Regions from separate parts of the Mus musculus genome. Here all the other regions are linked to region 1. Evidence: chromatin contacts called from public ChIA-PET and Hi-C data. All regions are on one chromosome and are shown on one strand. Each heading gives the region's core, a stretch centred on a gene start, on an enhancer-like site or on the middle of the called end of the contact. The rest is flanking DNA. Distances are from core to core; before and after follow the strand shown.

Region 1 (4,474 bases), core at 787-3,286:
GGTACCATCTTCTCCAGCAGTTGTAATCTTCCTAAGCTACAGGAACCTAAATCATCATACTGCTCAGTAATCTGTTTCTACTGGGTGTGGTGGCACAGGCAGAGGCAGGCAAGTCTCTGAGTTCAAGGCCAGCCTGGTCAACAGAGTGAGTTCCATGTGGGCTAGAGCTACACAGAGAAACCCTGTCTCAAAAAAACTAATAATAATAATAATAATAATAATAATAATAATAAATTTATAGAGTATTATTATTAAAAACTGGCCATGGTGACACATGCCTTTAATCCCTGCACATTAGAGCATGTGGATCTCTGTGAGAACAAGGCCAGCCTGGTCTACAAAGCTGATGAGGACACTCATCAGGACAGCCACAGCTATGCAAAGAGACTCTGTCTCAAAGAAAGAAAGGAAAGAAGGGAGGGAGGGAGGGAGGGAAAGAGGGACAGAGGAAGGAAGGAAAACGAAACCTGCCCATTCATGCTGATTAAGCACTATTCACAACAGCCAAGATATGGTATCAGCCTATGTATCTATCAATAGATTAACAAATGAAGAAAGCATGGTATATATAGACAGTATTTTTCCGCTATTAATTAGAACACAAATGTTATTGGTAGAAGTACGAATGACACTTCTGTAAATAACCTCAATACAATCACCAGCTCACCAAGTTGGACTTGAGTGGAATCCTTTGGTCTGTTGTCAGTTCCTTCCTGGGGTGAATAGACATTTTTTTTTGTTTTCTCAAATTTCAAGAAGCTATAGAAAAAGTCAAAGGTCAGAGATTCTGCCTTTTTAGGCTTCCCTGGTTGGCAAACCGATGACTTCTCACATTTCAGTACCCTTCTCTACGTGCATCCATCCCACTTATATGCAAATTCCCTCTTATTAAACACACCAGTCAGAGCTGGGCGTGGTGGCGCGTGCCTTTAATCCCAGCACTCGGGAGGCAGAGGCAGGTGGATTTCTGAGTTCGAGGCCAGTCTGGTCTACAAAGTGAGTTCCAGGATAGCCAGGGCTATACAGAGAAACCCTGTCTCGAAAAACAAAAAAAAAAAAAACAAAAAAAAAAAAAAAACAAAAAACAAAAAAACAAAAACAAAAAACCACCAGTCAGATTGGGCTAGGGCCCAGCCAAAGGCCTTATTTTAAGTGTTATGCCCTTAAAAGCCTTGTCTTCGAATATAGTCAAAATTCTGAGGTATTGGGGTATAGTGCTTCACTATACGGATATTAGGGGCTACAATTACCCTGTGACAGCCAGCGTTTCAGTTGCCGGCTGTAGATCTTTTTGTAGTTGGTTCCCATGCATAGTTTCATGTAATCTTTGTGGGAGCAGATGAGAGTGTCTCTCCTCCCCTTCCTCTTTTTCCTTCTCCTATTTGTTTTGTTTTTGAAACAGCCCTGACCCTAGGAACTTACTATGTAGACCAGGCTAGCCTTGAAGGTTACAGAGATCCTCCTGCCTCTGGCTTCTAAATGCTAGGATTAAAGGCGTTTTTGGATGTCCTGGTCCCTAGTATACAGTGAAGAAACCTTAGACCAACGGTTCTCAACCTGTGGGTCGCGACCTCTTTGCTAAACCTCTGCTCCCCCTCTCCACCCACCCCCCAGGAGTATTTATAGTACGATTCATAACAGTAGCAAAATTATAGTTATGAAGTAGACACAAAAATAACTTTATGGTTGGAGGTCACCACAACATGAGGAACATAAAGATCCACACCACTGGTAAGGTTACGAACCACCGCTTTATACAGTCTAAACTTTGGAGGAACATGGGAGTCTGTATCTATTGCCATGCATTATTAGAATTAATCCTTAATACTGATTAAAGTGGGTCACTTATTTGAGACAATAATTCCAGTTCCCAAGACAGCAGTTTCAGCGCCTGAGAAAGGATGTGGCAAGATCCCCGCCCCTGGGTGGGAGTCCTGGTGGGCGTGGTCTCACCTGGCTTTAAGGAGTGGGGCCGGAAAGCCGCCGTGCCGTAAAGAACGCTACACGTCGTGAAGAGTCGTGGCCGGAACAGCTGCTTTACGGCTAGCTCGGCTTCCCGCAGGCGTGCAGAGCTTGCCGCGGCTGCTTTGCTGCACGTGTGGCGCTGTCGGCGGTTCGTTTGGTAATCTCTCTTATTGGCTTGGTGGTGCCACCGTGAAGAACGGAGTGGCAGCTTCGGCCTAGGCTCGTGAGCTCATGGAATCTGCAGCTGAGAAGGAAGGGACTCCGGGAGGAGGTTCCCAGAGGGTAGCGGAGGGGGCGCGGCCGAGGCCTGCGGCTGGTGGGGAGGGAGCCAGGGACTTAGACGGGAGCCCAGAAGCTGGCGATGGAGAGGAGAGGAACGGACTGGCAGGAACTAAGACCACGGAGGATGCGGAGGAGATAAAGATGGACTTAGCTGTGGTGAAGCAGGAAGTAGTAGACTGGTCGGATTTAGACAGTGGTGTTGCGGACAGCCAGTGGGTGAAGCAGGAGGTGGAGGGCGGGCCCGAGGTGAAGGATGAGAAAGGCGTGTTGGAAGTGAAGCAGGAGGCGGATAGTAGCCTGGTGGTGAAAGAAGAGGAGGTGGATGAGCCAGAAGTGAAGGAAGAGAAGGTGAAGGTGAAGGAGGAGGTGACGGACTGGGAAGAAGTGAAGGAGGAGGACTTGACCATAAAACAGGAGTTGTTTGTTGGTCAGAACGTAAAGGAAGAGCAAGTGATGGATGCAGCGCCTATAAAAGAAGAGGGTTCCCTCAAGAGCGAAGCGATGGAAGACGCGAAGGTGAAGGAAGAGCCCCAGATGAACCCCCGAGTGGGCAGCAAGAGGAAATTGGCTCTGTCAAGGTAGGGCGGGGAGAAAACCCAGATGGGAAATAGACTACTGGGTGGACGAGTCCTTAACAGCAGAAAGTGAGGTAAGTTAAACCAGGCGTGACGTGGGTCCCTGAAGTCTGAGTGGTGAAGTTCAGGTTGGGCGTGACGCTTTCGAGGACACAGTGTGATGTGACTGTGTCCAGAAGGGTATGGCCAGGTTAGGGAGTGAAAATTCTGGGCATCAGAAGGCCTTTGTGGAGCCAGAGCTTGTTAAATAAGAAACGCTTTCGCAGTCTTTCTTTTAGAGAGAATAGGATTAGAGGCGCCATCCAATATAAACCAAAAACCAGCAAGTGGGTAGACTAATAGACACATGTCAACTTACTCTTGAATTTATTCCGGGCTCCTATGAATGTTCGTTTCTTGGATGTAGTCTCTTTAATGTGCTCATGTGACAGTACAGAAGATCAGATTGTGGTCAGATTCAGTCTCAAACTCCTTGAGCTGATAGAACTGACTGGTACCAGGTACACTTTGGTTCTCAGTATCACCAGACCCTAGAAGACCGAGGACAGATGAATCATACCATTATTTGGGTGTTCATTCTGAATTCGCTGTGGAACTGGGGAAAGGGCACACATTGCTGCCAGTCTGGGATTCATCCTTCCTTGTTTCTCCGGTGTATATGTTTTTAAAATACTCATATGTAGCTCATGGATTATACTTCTAGACACACACAAAGTCTCCATGAATCACAATTTCAAAAATCGCTGGGCGTGGTAGCGCATGCCTTTAATCCCAGTGCTCAGGAGGCAGAGGCAGGCGGATTTCTGAGTTTGAGGCCAGCCTAGCCTGGTCTACAAAAATCAGCAATTCATATTATTCTCTTAAGTCCTGTAGAAAAAAATGGGCGGGCCAGTGACTTCTTTCATACAGTTTTCTTGAATTGCACGTCATTGTAAATGTCATTTTTAAACATTTTCATGATTTCCAATAGCAGCTATCATATACTTTATCAGAGTTGCTTTGACTACCTGCCTGTAAACTGTGAAATGCCCTTGAGTCCAAATTCTAAGACCGGAAGGACATACATAGAGTTGATTTTGCGTGTTAAGTCTCAGGTGCACTCTTACAGGTGTGAGACTTGTGGGACAGAAGAAGCGAAGTACAGATGTCCACGCTGCATGCGCTTTTCCTGCAGGTAGATATGTAGCTTCCTACCTCACTCCCTGCCTGTGTGCACTCTGACTTCAGGTACAGAGCTGCCTCCTGTTTGTTTCTTCAGTTTGCCCTGTGTAAAGAAACACAAAGCTGACCTGACGTGCAGTGGAGTCCGGGATAAGACCGCTTATGTGTCGCTGCAGCAGTTTACTGAGATGAATCTCCTGAGTGGTAAGTCACTTTGTGCACCACCCAGGGATGCCTTCTGGCCACTGGCACCGTGTCACTCGTTAACTTGTCCATTCTGAAATTACAAGACTATAGATTTTTGGAAGACGTGGCAAGAACGGCAGACAAGGTTTCAAGAGATACTTTCTTGAAAAGACCAAAGCGCAAAAAATATGTAAGTATTTCTTCTAATCTTTTCAAGTTCAGATCTCTTCCACCCAGTTTATTCATTTCTCAGTTGTATCAAGTGGTCACTGCGCTGTGGGGCTATTCTGGTTATTTGAGATGGA
Region 2 (4,474 bases), core at 1,320-3,819, 600 kb after region 1:
AGGGTGACCGTGCTCCATGTGGTAATTAGTTGATATTTTCTGACAGCCGTTTTGAGGCGTTCCTAGGGTCCTGCTTCTCATCACATGGCTGCTGGACTCATTTCAGCATCAGACTCTGGCCAGGAGTGACCATTCCCTGTCTGTCTGTCCGTTGCTCTAGACTGCATTCACCTGGACCTTCAGGTGCTCACCACGGAACCCGAGGACTGGGCACAGACATCTTTCTTCAGGCTGGATTTTTATCGGTAAACACAATGTCAAGTCTCAATACCCAGGAGAGGAGGCCTGGGGCGGTGGGCGGGGGCACGGACACTAGGATAGTGACGCTGACAGTTGTACCTTTTACTGTATTTTATTTAGGCTCGTGCAAGTTGATATCTCCTTTGCCCTCAAAGGAATTGACCTACAGGCAGTTCATTCCCGAGAGATACCGGACTGTTACCTCTTTCAGAATACGGCAAGTGTTTTTGTGTGATGTCAGCCTCTGTTTCACTCCCTGCAACTTTGTAGTGGAGGGTAAGCCCTTCAGCTACAGATGTTAGATACTGTTGTACTGGAAACTGCTTCAGTGATGGTGTGGTACCCATCTAGAGACTGTTCCCTGTGAAGATGGATCCAACCCTTTCCAACTCTCTAAAACCCTATTCTTGGGCTGGGAAGGTGGCTTGATACATAAAACATGGGGATATGAGTTCAAATCCCCAGCACCCACAGAAAACTTTCATCCTTTATGCTATAGTTTTTTAATCATTAAAAAATATATAACTAAATTCTCCCAGTTAGCTTCGGCTGTCAGCCTGACATAGCCCATGGTGTCCTGAGGGTGTGTCCACTGAAGGACTACCCAGATCAGACTGGCCAGTGAACATCTCAGTGGGGCATCTTCTTGGCTACTGATTGATGCAGGAGAGGCTCTTCTATCCTTGGACAATGGGTCCTGGGCTGGACCAAGAAGCAGGCTGAATGAAAGCTGTCAGCAAGCCAGTAAGCAGGACTTCCTCTGGGGCGTGTTCTCCAGTTCCTGCTGGAGTTGACCAGAGTTTTACCACAGTAACAGCAGCTGGACCAGAACCCACGTGCAGAGGCATTTTCATCCCTGTGATCTCTGTATCAGAGTTCTATCTGGGTACTGATGACTTTTGTAAGTAGTTGACCTGACAACCCCCACCCCACCCCGCCTCGTTGGACTATAACCTCTTTGTTTCTGTCTCTAGATTACCTTCGACAACACAGCCCACAGTGGGAAAATCAAAATCTATCTCAACAGCGAGGCCAACATCGAAGAGTGTAAAAACATGAACATATCTGGGTCTAGTAAGTGTACCGTTCAGCCTGTTGTCTGTGGGTTAGAGGAGGTTTGGGGGGCTTAGGGAACCCACGTGATTCGTATGGAAGGTGGTGGGGAAAACGTTTCAGAAAAACAGTTCAAACGCTAGTCCTGAGCGAGTGGTCCAAGTCAGCAAGTGTTTATTGTTTCTTGAGTCAGTGGTTTACGCAGTTCGCCTTTGCAGCAAGATGGCCTGGGTTTGCATTCTGGTTCTGTGAGCCACGGCTGGAGGCTTGGACCTATTGCTTGGCCTCTCTGTCTTAGCAGTTTTCTCTACAAAGCAAGAGCAATGGCTGTACTTATTGAGGGGGTTGGTGCCGAATGCTGGGAGCAGAAGTCATCAGAGTTGCTCCGCAACTCATCAGCGAGGAGAGGCCTTAGGGAGGGACATCTATGTGACCAGATCCTTGGGGTGCTATGGGTAGCCATAGCCAGGGAAGTATGGAAGGTCTGAGTAGGAAGGGAAATGATCATTTTGACCGAGCTCAGTGGGAATCCTGAATTCTCGGAGGAGGTATGTTCTGATCCAAGCCTTGGACAAAGGAGAAGAGTGGAGACCTCAGGGTGCATCTTGAATAAACACGGGGACATCTCCTCCGTCACCCGATGGTCCACATGCTTAAATAGCCTTGTTGAGCTAGCGATGACATCATGTACTGTAATCTCAGCTATGCAGGAAGAAACTGGGAGATTTTGACTTCAAGACCAGCCTAAACCACTTTGTGGGGGAGGGTGTTCCTGTCTCAAAAGAGGAGTGTAAGATATGTGCATCCTGCTTTGATTATTAGTGGTCAGGGCGATGTCTCTGAGTGTGGTGAACTGGCAAGCTCCGTTTACACGAACTCACTTGGGCCAGATGACCAGAAAGACAAATATGAGTCACGTGGTTTTTTATTCCAACAGGTGACTCATTCCTTTTCAGCTGTACAACGGCTGATGATTTCGAAGTTTTCTCTTTTTTTTTCTAGCTTTGGTTTCAGTCATTCCTCTAAAGGAAGCACACAGATTGGGTTCCTGATAAAATGGATTTTCTATTTCGCAGCAGATACTCAAAGACCAGCACCATCAAGGCAGTCCTCAGGTCCAAGTAAAGGCTGAAGCTATGTCTTGGTGGTGTGGGGGAACGTAACCTTTGCCATATATAAACTGTGATTTGCAATAGTCACTGTGAGACTGGACGTGTGCCTCATGGCTCCCCAATGATCCTCTCACCACGCATGCCAGAACGGAAGAGCTCTTGCTCCCCCCTGTGGCCAACAGAGAGAAGCAGACCTAAAATGTGATTCTTACGGCCATGTCTTAGAAACTCGACCTTATCACTAGGAAGACATGAATTTAAAATAAATCAAGGGGTTTTAAAAATCATTAAAAATATGAGGTTTAGAAACCAGTTTAGAAGATGGGTTGTGCTGCCTCTTCCATTTGAAGCCGTGGACTGAGAAGCTCTGCCTAAGAGAGGCCAGAGGCGCCACCTGGTGGGCACTGGCCGCTGTTGTCCAAGTATTCTGATGCTCTCTTCTCACCCAGCTTCCCAGCTGCTGCTTGCTTCCTCTTGGCGTTATCTACAATTATCCACATCTCCTCAAAGCAAAAACCGGTAATGTCCACGTTCACAGACATCTGCTTCCCAAGGAGCCTTCTCTGAGTGCGCTTCTGCTCTCCAGAACTTATATTTTATATACTATAGTTTATAGCCAGCCACACGAGGCTTTAGAAGAATGGGGTGGGCAGGGCTCCCTCTGATGGAGATGTAATGGTATATATTTATTGCAGAGCTGACAGTTAGTAAGCTTGGATAGCCCGAGTCAGAGTTCCTTAGGCAGATGGTGGGAGAGCGTCTGTGCACATCAGGTATCTGGGAGGGTGGAGTGAGTGGGGTGTGCCATTACTCAGAGTGGCAGGACATATTTCTGAACCAGTGTTTTCCAAACTCAGATTTGGAAGAGCTTTCTGAAATGCAATATGGCTTCAGTGGGGTAAGCAATCTATGGCTGCTGGATGTTCCCAACACTTGGGAAGCTGAGGCAGGAGAATTCCCACTACTTCACATTCAGCATAGGTTGCTGTGTTCGTTACTTTTTTGTTGTTGCTGAGATAAAACACCATGACCAAGGTGACCTAGAGAAGGAAGAATTTATTGGGGCTTACAGGATGAAAGTCCATCATGACAGGTAGACGTGGCAGCAGACCATAGACATGGAGACCTAAGCTGAGGGCTCACACCTTAACCTACAACCAAGAAGCAGAGAGAGGAGGAGTCGGGGGAGAAGGTGGTGGAGGGGAAAAGAGGGAGGCTGTGAGATGATGTCTTCTAGGCAAGCCACAGCCATTTCAAACACATTTCGTCCTCAGACTCAGCAGTTTCGAGTCAAAGGCCTTCCCTGGGAATGCATAAGACCAGGCGGGTCGACAGTCAGACAAGAGTGGAGGAGGGGCTCAGGGGACCTACGGCACACTGAGGAGCTGTACGCAACACAGATTCAGTGAGGCAGAAACCACTGCGTTCTGGTGGCTTCCCGTTCGTGACCCCACCAGGCTCCAACCCTCCGGGCTCCGACACAATGTTCTGGCCAACGGTCACACAGATGGGTCACAAACCAGATCACGAATCTGAGTGGGGGGGGGACTAGGTATTGATAAGAAAGAGAGAGAGAGATGAGAGGACAGGGCATGAGGTTAGAGTACGTTATATAAACATATCAAGCTGTCAAGCAGCAGAATTAATCAATAAAAAGAAAAATCTGAAACTTGACCCCTAAAACAAATCATGTGAGCAGGTGTGTGTGAAGTACGGCTCTGGCCAAATGCAAGTGTGTGTGGCTTGTGGATGGTCCCCTAGGCAGGAACAGAGACAAGGGAGACCGATCCAGTCATAGTGAGGCCGGGGAGAGCAGCAGCCACAATGTGGGGCCATGTAGTCTAAGAGCAGCTACACTTACAGATCAGCCTCTCTTGTCCCGTCCCCCCCGCAACCCCCACCCCCGCACTGTACGTTCCAAACACTCATTCGCTCGCTCGCTCACTCACTCACTCACTCCTCAGTCCCTGAGTTCCTTTCTTGGTGTTGACACACAGGAAAGGCATCTCAGACTGGCTTCTGGCAGGACGGTGTACCTTGAAACAGAGGAGCACAAGTGGGACCTCTCA
Region 3 (4,474 bases), core at 944-3,443, 570 kb after region 1:
AAAAGATTTTGCTTTCTGGTTATATATCTACATTTACTTTTATTAAAATTTGAGACTGTGTGGTGTTGTGCAGGTCAGACTGGCCTGTACTTACGTTGTGATCCAAGCTCTTCTCCAACTCACTGCGATCCCCCTGACTCAGCCTCCAAAATGCCAGGACCATAGTGCACCACACCCAAGCTTATTTTAAATAGATCTCAAATATACTTATTTGAGATACAAGTTTCATTAGTAACAGCTATTTAGATAAATGTATCTTTAAATTTTATTTAGAGTTTTTAATTAAAATATAATAACATTACTTTTCCCTTTCTTGTTGCTTCTCCAACCCCTCCTGTGTCTCTCTCACTCCCTCTCAAGTAGGTGACCTTTTGATTATTATATATCTTGTTGAGTACACTTTAGTATGGCTTTTGTATATAGGATTTCAGGGCTGACCACTTGACATTGGATATTGGATACATCTGCACTGACTGCTCAGGGGATGCCTTGGAAGAGGGGACAGAATGCTAAACATCAGTTATGAGACCCCCATCTCCTAGAAATGACAGGGACCTCATACCTAGATAAATGTATCTTTTACAACTACCTAGGAAAAGACATATTTTCTCCACCGGTGAGACTGTTTCTAGATTGTCACAGGTGGGAATCTGTTTAGAGAAACATTTGCCAATGAAGAAAGTTACTGGACACCAGCAACTGTTTAATGACCTGTCTTGTCAGTGGGTAGATATAGTAAGAAGAAAGGTTTTGGAGTGTCAGAGACCTAAATAGAAAGAGTTCGTCTGCTAGTGGCTGTTTATGTGACTTGGGAGTAGTAACAAATGTCTGTGAACACATACACTCTCTCTCTCTCTCTCTCTCTCTCTCTCTCTCTCTCTCTCTCTCTCGTGTGTGTGTGTGTGTGTGTGTGTGTGTGTGTGTGTGTGTGTACCCCACACATAGGTATCACTCATGACTTGCAGAGACCAGAGGACTTGCTGGAATGGATTCTCTCTGTCCACCCCATGATTCTGGGGTCAAACCCAGGACTGGCTACACTGGGGGGAGGGGGCAGTGTACAGAATCCTGAGCATGAAGGTACGGTGGGCACTGTGACTTTTCAGACAGACTTTCTCAGACTTTCCATACCCAGTAAGCGTATTTCCTAAAAGAAATTTGGAAAAACAAAAACAAACAAAACTCAAGCATTTTTACCCAGTAGTTTTTGGAAAGTGACTTTTTAAAACAGAGTAGATTTGGAAGGGTGGGGGTGGGGCAGAATATTCCTCAACACCAACAGCCCTTGTGAGGTGCAGACAGGAGGACCAGGTTCAAGGCCAGCGTCAGCTTCATAGCAAGTTGGAGGCCAGTCTCAGTTATATGAGGTTGTCTCAAAAAGCAAAAAACAAAACAAAACAAAAAACAAAAACCTTACACAAAGGGTCCAAAAGGCTCTGTCCAGCTCTTTCTACATAATCCTCTACAAACTGTCCTTTGCCCTAGCTAAACATGGGGACCTTTCGAACACTTCCTAACGCACATAGCCTGGAAACTTAGGGGTTTAGTTAGCTCCACTGCATGGTGACGACAGGAGCCTCTGAGCCGGTTCTGTCCAAAAGGCCCTGCTAGCTTCAGGTTGGGTACTGTAGCCAGGTTCATAGAAACCAATTGTCTTGAAGCCCCTGCTTTCAGGCAACAAGGGGGAAGGGCATAGAGGCCGCTGGGGTGGGCTACTCTGGGCTACTCAGGGGTCAAGCAGACTGGCTGCAGAAAGCTGACTTGGTGGCTGAGGCTGGGGTCTTGCTTTCCACATGCTTGCCCTGTCATCCTAACTACTTGTTAGGGAGTTATCAGAATAAAGACTCCTTAGTGAAGAAACCCATCCCCACGAACTTATTGATTCCAAGAGGGAGGAGCATCCGGTAGAACTCAGTACCAACACTTTACTTGTCCAAAATCCCAGCGTTGGTAGCACGTGCTTGTTGTAATCTTAGTACTCAGGAGGCTGAGGCCGGAGGATTGCTCTGGTTGCCAGTGTGGGCCACATGGTGAGCTCAAAAGAAATGCAATGAACTTTTGAAGGAGTCAGAGGTCTGGGGGCGGGGGTGGGGTGGTGGGGTGGGGAATGGGGCGGGAGGGAGGAGGTCAGGACGGCCAGGGGGGCGGGGTGGACGACGGGCGGCCTCATAGCAGGCTTTCCGGACGACTTCCCTTTATAAGGGCGTCCACTCCACCTGCATCTCGCAGACACCCGTAGGCGGAGCCGGGTGTGGGGACCGTGGGGACTGAGGGAATTTGGGGTCACGTCATGCCCGGAGACGAGGAGACGCTGGACCTGCCTGCGTGGAACCGCGTCCCGGACCTGACTTGGGGTCCCCACCACAGGTGGGTACTCCCCCAGTGGACCATGTCTGGTGGTCGTCTGGATTCCAGCGTCCCCTCCTGGAATATCTCCCGCCGAGAAGGTGTCCCTGAGCTCACACGTGGACCCCATTCTGCCTCGCGTCCGGGCTCTCCGCTACGTAGCAAAAGTCCTTCGTGACAGCGCCCTGGGTCGCCCAGCGCTGAAGGAAGTCAGCGGCCGAGGGTGGGGACGCGGGGGGCGTGGCGGGAGGACAGGGCCACGCGTAGCGACCAGGGTGCACACAGCCGCTTTTCCGCAAAGTCCCGGGGCTGAGATCAGAGCGCTGACTGGAAGGGTAAGAGGCTTTGGTCCCCTAAGGCTTTCATTTGGGGGCCACTGAACCTCTGGGCGGGGAATGGGTCTAGCTCCTTCAGTCCCGGGAGCCCTGGAAAGTTCTGAAGGAGGATGGCTGGCCCTGAAACTGACGGTTTTCCCAGGCAAGAGACCCGGAGAGACAGAGAGGGATCAGATGTTTTATGACTTTTGTTTTTTGGTGTGTATGTGTGTGTGTGTGTGTGTGTGTGTGTGTGTGTTTCTTTCCTGGTGACAGGACTCTGAAAAGATCCTGGTTTGCTCTACCTTAGAGTTCTTGCTACCCCGGGCAAACTAATGCTAACTGCTTGCACTCGGTTAAAAATGAGGCTGATTGTTTGCCTTCCGGAACAAACCGACTTTTTCTTAGGTGGGAGGGTTGCGGTGTGGTCAACCCTGGTTTCCCCAGCTCTATGAAAAGGCGTTCAGTGAAGCCAGGTGGCTCTGCCAAGCGGCCTCTCCTGAGTTTGAATGTCTGCAGCAGCGCAATTGAGCCGGGGAGGTGAGGACAAAGTGGCCTTTGGCTCCTGCTTGCTGCTCTTAAAACAAATAGTGGCGGGCTGTTAAAGTTTTCTAAGGGAGCAGGGAGCGGCCTCTCCTTCCTAGCAGGATGTTCTTGAAGCCAGCAAGGAAACTGAGCCATAGGGAAGTTAGTCTATGATGGCTACCTGAATGGATGCTTTTCTGCAAGGGTGGCATAGACTTCTCAGACCTTCAAAAGACCGGTTTTGAACTATAAAACCATGTTGGTGGGGCTACAGAGGTGTGTTCTTTTCTTTTGTTTTTGTTTTTTTCGAGACAGGGTTTCTCTGTGTAGCCCTGGCTGTCCTGGAACTCACTCTGTAGACCAGGCTGGCCTCGAACTCAGAAATCCCCCTGTCTCTGCCTCCCAAGTGCTGGGATTAAAGGCGCCCGGCCAGAGGTGTTTTCTTGCAAACTCAAAGAACACTGTTGGAGCCAGGTGACAGTACTTGGGACCTGTAATCCCAGTGCACAACAGGCAGGAGACAGGAGGACCCCCCCCCCCCAAAGTTCACTAGCCAGCCAGTCAGCCCTAATTTCAGAGCTCCAGGCCAGTGAGAGACACTGTCTCACAGGAGGTCTGTGTTGTTCCTGAAGATGACACCCACAGTTGTCCCCACATGCACAACACGTGTGCATGCATGTGCACGTACACGAATACACGCGCATCCACGAAAAGAAAACATTGGAGCAACTTTGAGAACGGTGACCAGTTGTGAACGACCCATCAAAATGCCTGCTGTCATGAAACGTGCAAACTATGTCTCTGAAATTAGAGAAGGCTTTTTAAAATAGGCCACATGGCACCTACTCTTCTGTTTTTCCCTGAATGTACGTCCTAAACACTAAGGAGCAGACAACTCTGGTTTATGTGCCCGCTGTCTTTTGGCTTGGAGAAGGCTGTATTCATGGTAGGCGAGATACATAACCTTAAGAGTTATTTTTATTTGACTTTTGTTTTTCATTTGGGGCTTAAATGATTTTTTAATGTGTTCTGTGTCATCTAGAGTGTGCATTGCTAAATGACACAGACTTGCACGTGCACGGAAATGGCTTTTGGAGGCTTGTAGATGTGACATATACCATAGGCAGGTGCACGGCTGTCCAGTACTGGTGGGAAGAGAGGACTGTGGCGTTGTAAAGTGTGGACGGAAGAGAGGTGATGCAGAGGTGGGGGAAATGCCCATGGGTGCAAATTCTGATATTTTATGTACAAGGGGCCAAGGACGCAGCTCTCTCTGGAAATGAGCACCA

What was found. A called contact is a pair of places that touch in the nucleus more often than the background predicts. ChIA-PET counts read pairs in DNA pulled down with a chosen protein or histone mark.
Region 2: a Hi-C map of B cells shows a contact between it and region 1, with 2.9 times the contacts expected there. The contact joins the enhancer-like site here to the promoter of Znhit6 in region 1. A contact is called at or near these places in 5 of 39 promoter capture datasets (the C10 cell line, the HPC-7 cell line, HPC-7-derived erythroid cells and 2 more), 15 of 484 Hi-C or Micro-C datasets (B cells, the Ba/F3 cell line, the G1E-ER4 cell line and 8 more), 1 of 115 datasets of contacts at active chromatin or transcription factors (pancreatic cancer cells) and 2 of 9 other capture datasets (adipose tissue and liver).
Region 3: an RNA polymerase II ChIA-PET map of memory CD8 T cells shows a contact between it and region 1, with 13 read pairs. The contact joins the promoter of Mcoln2 here to the promoter of Znhit6 in region 1. A contact is called at or near these places in 13 of 39 promoter capture datasets (the 3T3-L1 cell line, the C10 cell line, the HPC-7 cell line and 8 more) and 1 of 115 datasets of contacts at active chromatin or transcription factors (memory CD8 T cells).

The regions. Positions count from the first base shown.
Region 1 is chr3:145,574,172-145,578,645 of GRCm38.p6, forward strand. It overlaps Znhit6 (zinc finger, HIT type 6), which reads left to right and starts at 2,037. Exons shown (of 10, transcript NM_001081094.1): 1 at 2,037-2,825; 2 at 3,931-3,996; 3 at 4,081-4,187; 4 at 4,274-4,359. The coding sequence starts at 2,197.
Region 2 is chr3:146,175,297-146,179,770 of GRCm38.p6, forward strand. It overlaps Mcoln2 (mucolipin 2), which reads left to right. Exons shown (of 14, transcript NM_026656.5): 5 at 161-245; 6 at 361-457; 7 at 1,215-1,314. Among named protein-coding and RNA genes, the nearest start is that of Mcoln2, 28 kb to the left of the region's middle. Within about 2 kb of position 2,570, at least 94 of the 459 cell types and tissues checked have an H3K27ac peak or open chromatin away from gene starts, as enhancers often do. A contact at or near this core is called in B cells, cerebral cortex, cortical neurons and 2 more, where this site is marked.
Region 3 is chr3:146,147,640-146,152,113 of GRCm38.p6, forward strand. Mcoln2 (mucolipin 2) reads left to right here and starts at 2,194. Exons shown (of 14, transcript NM_026656.5): 1 at 2,194-2,367. The coding sequence starts at 2,291.